2 separate regions of the Pan troglodytes genome follow, and region 1 is linked to region 2. The links are chromatin contacts, called in public Hi-C maps. All regions are on one chromosome and are shown on one strand. Each heading gives the region's core, a stretch centred on a gene start, on an enhancer-like site or on the middle of the called end of the contact. The rest is flanking DNA. Distances are from core to core; before and after follow the strand shown.

Evidence for each region. A called contact is a pair of places that touch in the nucleus more often than the background predicts.
Region 1: a contact with region 2 is called in a Hi-C map of induced pluripotent stem cells, with 2.6 times the contacts expected there. The contact joins two enhancer-like sites. A contact is called at or near these places in 2 of 7 Hi-C or Micro-C datasets (induced pluripotent stem cells and stem cell-derived neural progenitor cells).

The regions. Positions count from the first base shown.
Region 1 is chr4:136,978,804-136,984,045 of NHGRI_mPanTro3-v2.0_pri, reverse strand. No RefSeq gene overlaps it. Among named protein-coding and RNA genes, the nearest start is that of MATR3, 30 kb to the left of the region's middle. Within about 2 kb of position 3,600, at least 8 of the 24 cell types and tissues checked have an H3K27ac peak or open chromatin away from gene starts, as enhancers often do. A contact at or near this core is called in induced pluripotent stem cells, where this site is marked.
Region 2 is chr4:136,556,426-136,561,803 of NHGRI_mPanTro3-v2.0_pri, reverse strand. The region is part of intron 7 of CTNNA1 (catenin alpha 1); the gene reads right to left. Among named protein-coding and RNA genes, the nearest start is that of LRRTM2, 41 kb to the left of the region's middle. Within about 2 kb of position 3,608, at least 2 of the 24 cell types and tissues checked have an H3K27ac peak or open chromatin away from gene starts, as enhancers often do. A contact at or near this core is called in induced pluripotent stem cells, where this site is marked.

The DNA.
Region 1 (5,242 bases), core at 2,351-4,850, 420 kb before region 2:
GGAAATTGGCAGAGGTCACACTTCAAGGAACAAGCAGGGCTCGGCAGGCAGCGCTAGGATTCCAGGATTCTCTCTCCCACCCCATCCGTAGGAGATCTCAGGCTGCCTTTATTTATTTATTTATTTATTTTTGAGATGGAGTTTCGCTTTCGTTGCCCAGGCTGGAGTACAATGGTGTGATCTCGGCTCATGGCAACCTCTGCCTCCCAGGTTTAAGCAATTCTCCTGCCTCAGCCTCCCAAGTAGCTGGGATTACAGGCATGCGCTACCACACCTGGCTAATTTTGTATTTTTAGTAGAGATGGGGTTTCTCCGTGATGGTCAGGCTGGTCTCGAGCTCCCAACCTCAGGTGATCTGCCCGCCTTGGCCTCCCAAAGTGCTGGGATTACAGGCGTGAGCCATCGTGCCAGACCTGCCTTTTTTCTACAGTTATTTGCAAAGGGGATTAGTTTAGTTGTCCTTTTCTCCCTTCACCACCATCTTTGTTTCTTCTTATTTTCCTTGCTCTTCTTTTCCTTTCTTCCTCTCTTGTGCCACCTCCTTTTCTATTTTCTCCTCCTCCTTCTTCCCTCCTCCAATCTCCATTTCAGCTGCTGGATCTCATTGCCCAACCCACTGGAATTTCTGTTCCAAGAACGTTAGCACTCCTTCTTGATCTAAGGTAACAATAGGCTGAGTGTGATGGTTCATGCCTGTAATCCCAGCACTTTGGGAGACTGAGGTGGGCAGATCACCTGAGGTCAGGAGTTTGAGACCAGCCTGGCCAACGTGGTGAAAACATGTCTCTGTCTCTACTAAAAATACAAAAATTAGCTGGGCGTGGTTGCAGGCTCCTGTAATCCCAGCTAATCGGGAGGCTGAGGCATGAGAATCTCTTGAACTTGGGAGGCGGAGGTTGCAGTGAGCCAAGATTGTGCCACTGCACTCCAGCCTGGGTGACAGCAAAAGACTTTGTCTCAAAAAAAAATAATAATAAATTATAAACTAACAGTACTATTCTGATAATAAAGATAATGCTCTGTATTTGTAGAGAGCAAGTTTTCCCAATGTATATTTAGGTGCACTGGGAGTAGATATTTATGTGCAGGATTTTCAGAGCCTGTCATGTGCTAATGTGAGTTGCGAATGTCCAGCAGGAGTTAGAATATGGGAACTCACATTTTGCAAACCTCTTTGACCTTTCTTTTTCTTCATACCCTGGGATAACTGGTCTTTGGAACACATTTCAGAAACACTTACATCATGTGTTAGACTCTTTAAAAATGCTGTAACATTTGTCATCTTATTTGATCCCTACAACTACTCTATGATAAGACAAGGAAGTTATATTAGTCTTGCTTTACAGACGAGTAAAACAGACCCAGAGAGGTTACATGCCTGGCTCATGGTCACATAGCTGGCCAACAAGCAACAAGGCTGGGTCTCCTTTTTTTTTTTTTTTTGGAGACATAGGCTGGCTCTGTCCCCCAAGCTGGAGTGCAGTGGTGTGATCTTAGCTCACTGCAACCTCCACCTCCTGGGTTCAAGCTATTCTCCTGCCTCAGCCTCCCTAGTAGCTGGTATTTAGGCATCCACCACCATGCCCAGGTAATTTTTGTGTTTTTAATAGAGACGGGGTTTCACCATGTTGAGCAGGCTGGTCTCGAACTCCTGACCTCAAGTGATCTGCCTGCCTCGGCCTCCCAAAGTGCTGGGATTACAGGCGTGAGCCACCATGCCTGGTTGGATCTTCTTATTTATGGCCCTTGTATCTGCACTGCCTTGCACTGCATTTAAATACAACATATATGTCAACTATCATACTATGGCATATGATATATAACATGGAATCTAGAAGATATAAATGGCAAATTATGACATTCATTTTTTTCCCATTCAACTAAATATATTGCATATCTCCCATATGCTTGTCACCATTCCAGATGCTAAGAATAGAACATTAACTAAAATAGACAAAAACACAAATTCTTGCCTTCATGGAGCTTACATTCTAGTGGAGGAAGACAGAAATTACAAGATAAATATGTAAAAGATATTTTATTACATGTTATATAACTATAAGGGCTAAGAATACAGTAGCGAAAAAAAGGAAGATGTAGGAGTTACTATACAAGGAGTGAAGAGTGTCAAGACAGGCTATACTGAGGAGGTGACATTTGAATGAAAACTTGAAGGAGATAAAGAAGTTACCATGCAGAGATTTTGGGGTTGGTTGAGTGGGAGGGAGTTCCATCAGAGAGAAAAGTAAATTCAACGGGTCTGTGGCAGACTGAGCCAAGGGTGAGACTAAGCCGGCGGGGAGGCAGGGTGGTAAGAGATGAGGTTAGAGAGATTAAGGGGGTGGAGTCCAGACACCAGACTTTATAAGGAAAAGAAGTGATATAATGCAGATGATATACCATGATATAATAATAATACCATACAACAAATTTATTATGTTGCTGCAAAACAAATTATCCCAAAACTTCAAGAACTTAAAGTAACAAATGTTTATTTCATACAGTTTCTGGGGGTCAGGATTGGGGAGCAGCTCAGCTAAGCTGGCTCAGGGTCACTCATGAGGTTGTAGTCAAGCCGTCCACTAGGGCTGCAGTCATCTGAGGCCCTGATGAGGGCCAGAGGATCTGCTACCAAGATGGCTCATGTGGCTGTTGATAGAAGGCCTAGTTCCTTATCACATGACCTTCCACAGCACTGTTCACTACATGGCAACTGGCTTGCCCCAGAGTGAGTGATCAGATGACAGAGTGACCAAGAAAGAAGCCACAGTGTCTTTTATAACCTAATCTTGTATGTTACATATGATTACTTCTGTCATATTCTATTGGTCACACAGACAAACCCTGGTACCATATGGGAGAGGGGATTTACAAGTGCATGAATATCAGTACATGGACAGCATTGGGGATGGATCATCCTGGAGGCTGGCTACCACACTGGCTTGTAGAAAATTTCCTCAGAATAACCATTTCTTCAAGAAATACCAACAAATATGTGGCCCCTAAAATACTAGAGTTCCCAACCCTATCTGGGTTGGAGCCTGAACGAGGACAGTCCAAAGAGCAGGGGCTTCAAAAACTGCTGAGAGTCTGAAGATTTTATTTCAATTCTGCATGAGCATGCTTTTTTCTTCAAAGCCCCACTTCCTCTAGGCCTGGCCTCATTATTTCATTCAGCCAATTAACTCAACTTGTAATAATCTTAGTTAAACCTGCAAATTAAAAAAAAAAAAAAAAAGCAAAAGAAAAGAAAAGACAAAAATAAACCCTTTGAGGAAATCTATAGAACTTCAGAGGCAGCCTGGACCTCTCTCGGTAATTTAACCTTGAGATGACACTGAACTTTGCGAAGGGCAGAGCAGACCCACCCATCCCCCTAAAATCCCTAGGTCTCTTCTTGTCGAAGAGAGGCATCTTGTCTAGTCTAAGAAGAATGACTGAGGACAGAGTATTTGCTCTGTCCCGGAAGGCCAGTACTGGATTTATCCAGAAACAAAAAACATGGCTCTCCTGAGACCCAGGGCGGGCCTCTTGCCCAGCCCCCACCAGACTCAGCCTTGGCTGTGCAGCCCATCAGCCAGTTTCCTAAGCTGAGCAGCAGATGGCATCCCAGCCTCAGGAGCGAGCAGCTGAGGTTTCTAGCAAGAGCAGCATCACTGTAAGGAACTCAGACTGCGGCTTGGCATCTGGGAGCCCTGCCTCCCCAGCTCCCAGCTCAGGGAAGTTTCTGCTCTGTGCCTACAGATTAGGATACTGTTAGGCCAGTGTCTCAGAGAATAGGGCCTGAAGCCCCTAGTCAGGAAACAGATGGTGAACACAGGGTCTTTTCTGAGAAAGATAAAAAATCAGTGGTTTCTGCAATTATATAAGCACTAAAAAAATTTTTTTTTAAACGAAGAAAATCAGTGGCTGCTGTTCTCAGACAGGCTGTTTTTCCTTCACTTGCCCTTTGCTTGAGAGGGTCCACAATGACTATATCTTGGTCTGGGGGCTGGCAGGTCCCTGGCGGGAGCCTCCTGGGATGGCCAGATGGAGCCAAAGACAACTTGAGGGATCAGTGGGCTACTGAAAGCATCGAGGGAATTCCAAGGGTTCAAAATTGAATATTTTTTTTCCCCTGATGACCCAAATGAAGAGCTATACCCCAGAGCTGACCGCCAATGACACAGGCAGGGCTCAGTTTTGCAGGCCTGGCTCAGTTTTGCAGGCCTTCTTTCTGTGCCTCAATCTTACTCCCTCTCCTTATGCTCCTCCTCCTCTCTGTTCCATTTTTTCTCTCCTTCCTTTTTCCTCTATCATCTCTATCCTTTTACGTCTTTCACTGTGTGGCTCTATTTCTTTCTTCTGCTCCAGTGTAGGAAAGAAAGCTGACTACCAAACTGCCTCGGCAAAGTGGCCATGGGCATTGAGCCACACACAATTCCCTGTCTTTAGGGACTCAGACCTTGTCTATACTTGCCTCTCTCTCCCTTCCTCATTTCTTCCCTCCCTGCTGCTGATACCTGATGGCCAGTCCCAAGGAGACCTGGACAAAGAGAGGTCCAGAGGTCACCAAGAAAATCTACTCTCTCCCCACAGAACCTGTACTCCCTGCTTTGTAGCTCCTGACAGGAAATACTCCAGAGGCTTCCCAGTAGGGCTGAGGTCCACTGAGCCTCCTGTTCACTGAGCACTCACTGTTTGCCACTAAAATGTGAGCTTGAGGGCAGGGCCCTGTCTACCTTGTTCACTGCTATACCCACCATATCTAGCACACAGTAGATACTCAAGAAATAATTGTTAAAAAATAATGAGTGGGGGATGGAAAGATGAATGTTGAGCACTGTATTAAGTATTAGGGGTACAGGGCTGGGCGTGGTGGCTCACGCCTGTAATCCCAGCACTTTGGGAGGCCGAGGTGGGCAGATCACAAGGTCAGGAGATCGAGACCATCCTGGCTAACATGGTGAAACCCCGTCTCTACTAAAAATACAAAAAATTAGCCAGGTGTGGTGGCATGCGCCTGTGGTCTCAGCTACTCGGGAGGCTGAGGCAGGAGAATCGCTTGAACCTGGGAGGCTGAGGTTGCAGTGAGCCGAGCCAAGATTGTGCCACTGCACTCCAGCCTAGGCAACAGAGCGAGACTCTGTCTAAAAAAAAAAAAGTATTAGGGGTACAAACATTAAAGGTGCAATCCCAGTCCATAAAGAGAAGAACACCCAGACAATCAGTCACCTATGATCTGGAACAGTAACTATGAGAA
Region 2 (5,378 bases), core at 2,359-4,858:
CAAAGAAAATTTATAGTGCCCATCGCCCCACCAGCTAATTACTAATAATCTGATATATTTAGAGGTTATTACCTGTTAATTCAGAAATACTACTCTAGATATGAAGTCTTTTCAACCCTGCTTGACGGCTAAACAGCACAAAGTGATATAAAGGACAGTCTAACAGCAATCCTGAGGAGGCTAAACTCCTATCCACCTGCTGCCTAACACTGGGCAGGCTTACATGCCTGCTCCATCATTCTGATTTCAAAACCACTACTGCTCCATCAGGCCAGCATCACTTCAACAAATACATAAACATGCATCTTTCTGGTATTAGAGATTAAGAACTTGCCTGCTAAATATTGCAATGCGCAATGCCAGGATAGCTTATAAATGAGAAGTACTTCAAACCTCTTTGAAAGCAACACAAATATAACTGGGGTAAGATGTCTTCCTCAGAGTTATGAAAGAACTCCTTATCTTGAACCGTAAGAAAATCAAATTAATTTTTGACAAAGTGTTTTCAAATTAAATAAATGCTGCTCTACAACATGGATGAACTTGAAGGGCATTATACTAAGTGAAATAAATCATAGACACAGAGAAAACTATTGCATGATTTTTACATGTTCTCTAATAAATAAAAACAAGAGAGTAGAAAGATGGGTTACCATATGGTGGGAGTAGGGGACACTTATGTCAAGGAATACAAAGTTGCAGTTATGCAGGATGAATAAATCTAGAGCTCTTGGCCAGCCATGGTGGCTCACATCTGTAATCCCAACACTTTGGGAAGCCAAGGCAGGTGGATCACTTGAGGCCAGGTGTTCGAGACCAGCCTGGCCAATAGCACGGAACCCCATCTCTACTAAAAATACAAAAATTAGCTAGGCTTAGTAACACAAGCCTCTAAACCCAGCTATTATGTTTGGGAGGCTGGAGCATGAAAATCACTTGAATCAGGGACGCAGAGGTTGCAGTGAGCTGTGATCGTACCAGTGCACTCCAGCCTGGGTGACAGAGCAAAAAATAAGTAAATAAAAAATCTAGAGCTCTAATCTACAGCATGAAGCCTGTAGTCAATAGCATTGTATTGTATTTGGAAAACTTGCTAAGAGAGTAGATTTTAGGCCCTCTTACCACCCACACAAGGTAACTCTAAGATAACAGATATGTTAAATGGCTTCACTGTAGTAATCATTTAACTATGTATATCTAAATATCACATTGTATACCTTAAACATATACAGTAAAAATAAAATTTATTAAATAAAAAATAAAAATAAATGCCGCTGTCAAAAAAGCAAGTCCTACACAGGCTCAAATTTTGCATTCAATGCATCATCTACTTATATAAACTCTCCCAAATCCTGTTTATTAGGCAGCTCACAGAAAAGCTTACACTAACAATTCAATAAAATAATCTTCAAATGCCTCTACAGAACTATGGACTACTAATTTAGGTAAGCATCTCTTCCAGAAAACTCAAGAGTTCAAAGAAAGATGGAAATCATACCATAACTGTATAACAAAACTCAGCCTCTGTACCTGCAAACCACAGAGCCCATTTAAACAGCTACAGCACTCAAGTACCACCAGTCTAGCATGGAAAATACTCTAAAAGCTCTTTTGCTCCATGTCAGGCCTCTGAGCCCAAGCTAAGCCATCATATCCCCTGTCACTTGCATGTATACATCCAGATGGCCTGAAGCAACTGAAGATCCACAAAAGAAAGAAGCGAAAATAGCCAGTTCCTGCCTTAACTGATGACATTCCACCACTGCCATTTGTTCCTGCCCCACCCTAACTGATAAATTGACTTTGTGACAATACACCCTCCCCACCCTTGAGAAAGTACTTTGTAATATCCTCCCCTGCCCTTAAGAAGGTACTCTGCAATATTCTCCCCACCCTTGACAATGTACTTCATAAGATCCACCCCCTGCCCACAAAAAATTGCTCCTAACTCCACTGCCTATCCCAAACCTATAAGAACTAATGATAATCCCACCACCCTTCGCTGACTCTCTTTTTGGACTCAGCCCGCCCGCACCCAGGTGATTAAAGAGCTTTACTGCTCTCAAAAAGCCTGTTTGGCGGTCTCTTCACACGGAGGCAAGTGACATTCCACTCACTTCAAGCAGCTATCCCAGACCTGGATCTATTTTACTTAGTCTAGGATATCCAATTTTAGAAATTTAATACTGAAATTTAGATTCCAGTATTTATTTTAGTTCTGGGGGTATTTAATTTTAATGGAAAACTCTGCCACCATTAAGATGTTATAAAATCATATTTGTTAACTTGGGACGATGTACAATGGTAAAAGTATTAAGAGTTCAGACTTTCAGGTCAGACAGATCTGAGCTCAAACTGCACCTGTATGTATATGTATTTTTGAGCAATTATCAACTCAATAGGGTTATTATGGGGATAAAATGTCTCTCAGCACAATGGCTGGCATATGGTAAGCAGTGTAAAAGTATGGACAATCATTACTAACAACATTTTTAAAAAGAAGAAAAGGTAAGAAAAGAACAGATATAAGTGTACATATACACATATCCGAATTAAGTCTGGAATGTTATACACAAAAATGAGTGGTGGGATTACGGACAATATATAATGAACACAGAACTTTTATAATCAGGAAAAAATTAAGCTACTCTAATTCTGAAGAAAAGAAAAGTGTAGCCACAACATAATGCAGTAACAAGCTCTTCAGAGTCCTTCAAAAGCTCTGGCTATGCTAAAGAGATTCCAGGAAGGCATTTGCAAAACTGAGAAAGGATTAACATCTAAATTGAGTGCTTCACTTCACTATAATAACAATATATCTTTTCAAAAGATCTTTGAAAATGAACATTAGCTGCATACCATTCATACAATCCACATCAAATTTACCCAAATCGAATTAAAATTTTATACTTGATATATTAACATAATCATATTCCTCAAATATACATCCAGTCCAACCAAAGTATGTCCAGTTACTGCATTCTTCTTTTGGGATCCTACAACTACTATGTCCAATGTTTTCAGGCAAGAACAAAGATAAAATGTATCCTTAAGAAACATTATCCTTACAAGGTCCTAAATTGAACCAATTTTCTTCTATCTAAAACTACAGTTTTAAGTATTAAAAGAATACAAGTTATAATAGCTACTATGCATGGACTACCATGCCATTCTGGACATTGAACAAAGTTGATCCTAACCTCTCATCTACTCACCTTAGCTGGTTGGTTACTTATTGGTTAGAACTATCCAACAGAGATACAATGCAAGCCAGAAATAAACCACCCATAGAATTTTTATAACATATATATAAGTTATAGATACATATATAACCAATGTAAATATGATTTTTCTTGTAGCCATAAGTGAAAAGAAACAGGTAAAAATAAAGTTTAATAGATTTTATTTAACCCAATATATCTAAAATAATATCAATGAGATAATTCACATTCTTTTTTCTATACTAACTCTGAAATCTGGTGTACTTACAGCAAACTTCAATTTAGACTTGTCACATTTCAAGTGCTCAATAGCCACATATGGTGAGTGGCTACCACACTGAATAGCAGAGAGCTAGAACTACTTAAGCCCATGGCATGTGTTTGTTCTTACCAATTAAGCCCTAACGCCAGTCAGTCAAACACGACCATGACCTGCTGGGCAAGACTGCTCTGGTCAAAACCAAATGGAGTTCATTTCAAAGACTGAGGGTCCTTTATGTTTCAGACATTGTATTAAGTATATTCAGATTTGGAGGTTTTGGGGAAAGGGTAGGTTTTGCTTATTTGTTCATTGAGGAGTCAGGGTTGAAGGGGGGTACGGTAACAGAGACAAGTTTAGTTCCAATAAATTCTACTATTGGAAAAACACATGCCTTAAAAAACGGAGAAAGGAACATATTAACAGTCAGCATATCCCTCAGCAGAATGAAAGGCATGAAATAAAGAAGTCAGCTGTATAAAGCATAGAGCCCTTCAGAAGTCTTTCTCAGTAGCACTGAAATAACTCAGAGAACATTAAAACACACAACTGGGCAACCAAGTCAGCTATGTATTTGAAAAACAGAAATTTTAACCCATTAACCAGACAGCAGACTGTTTTAACCCATTAACTTAATAGTCTGAAACCTAGTTCTACGGATATTTCATGTTTATAGGCAGAAAACACTGAGAGAATTAAAACTGTTATTTTATGCTCTGCATAGAAGAAGAAAAGAAAAAAACCTGAAAATATATATCCCTAAATGCTAATAGTAGTGGTATTTTAGTAATTTAATGCACATGTCTGACTTTCAATCATGAAAAAAAAATGGTAATAACTTTTTCAAATTTAATTACATTTCATTTTAATTTCAATCCATTCACTTTTAAACCTTTTAAGATTATGACATCCATCCAAAGCTGTTTTTCTCTCTCACAGGCAAAGCAACTTTAGGCTGACAGAGCTAAAACAAATTAAACTTAACCACAATAACCACATTTCATTTCAAGGAAACCTGGAAGCCATCTCTGAAACTACAAGGATACACTGAAGGGTCGCAAAACCTCCACTGTCATGGGTCTGTGATATTTCCCTAATGTTAAGTAAGTAGAGGTCAAATGCATTACTTTTATGTCAATATTTCCTTAGAGTCCATACAGTAAGTTAGTTGTAGAGCCAAGACTACCTACCAACTCTTCATCAAACCACTATGCAAGCAATAACATTAAGGCTGCTAGCCTCCTGACCCTTGGAAACTTTAAAAGGGAATTTGGCCCTCAGCTGATGAATTAAATTTAACTCTGCTCTAAGATATCACTTTCACTTAATTGCTTATTCCAGAGTATTTGGTTTAATTTTTTCAACAAATGTCATCTGTATAGTGAAAGATCTAATAGGAAGTAGAAATAAACCACCACAGCCTCCTCCTTCATCCCCTGTAGAATGTAAGGCCCATAAGGGTAAGGGTCTTTGGTTTTTTCCACCACACTATTACCTCCTTAGCACCATGAAAATCCAAAATTATTCATTTTATTCATTCCTCCAAACCAGCATGAGTTCATTAAGCAAGCATTTACTGAGCACCTCTTGCAGCATTATACTAGACCATGAATGAATATTTTTAAGGAGTTGTCATGTTCCAAAGGCTTAAAAACCTAGTTGCAGAATTAAATGGATAAAAGAAATGCAATTAAACAACAATTCAAGGGAGTATACAATAAGGCACAAAACTTCAAGCACCAAAGAAATAATGTAAGATGATGTAGTTTGAAATGGCCTTCAGCAAAGAGATGAAAAACAAATATGGGGCCTGAAGAAAGAGTAGATTAGGTTTACATAGGTAGGAAGGGAATTTCCAGAACATAATGAACAATGCCCTAGTACTAAAGACAGGAGCT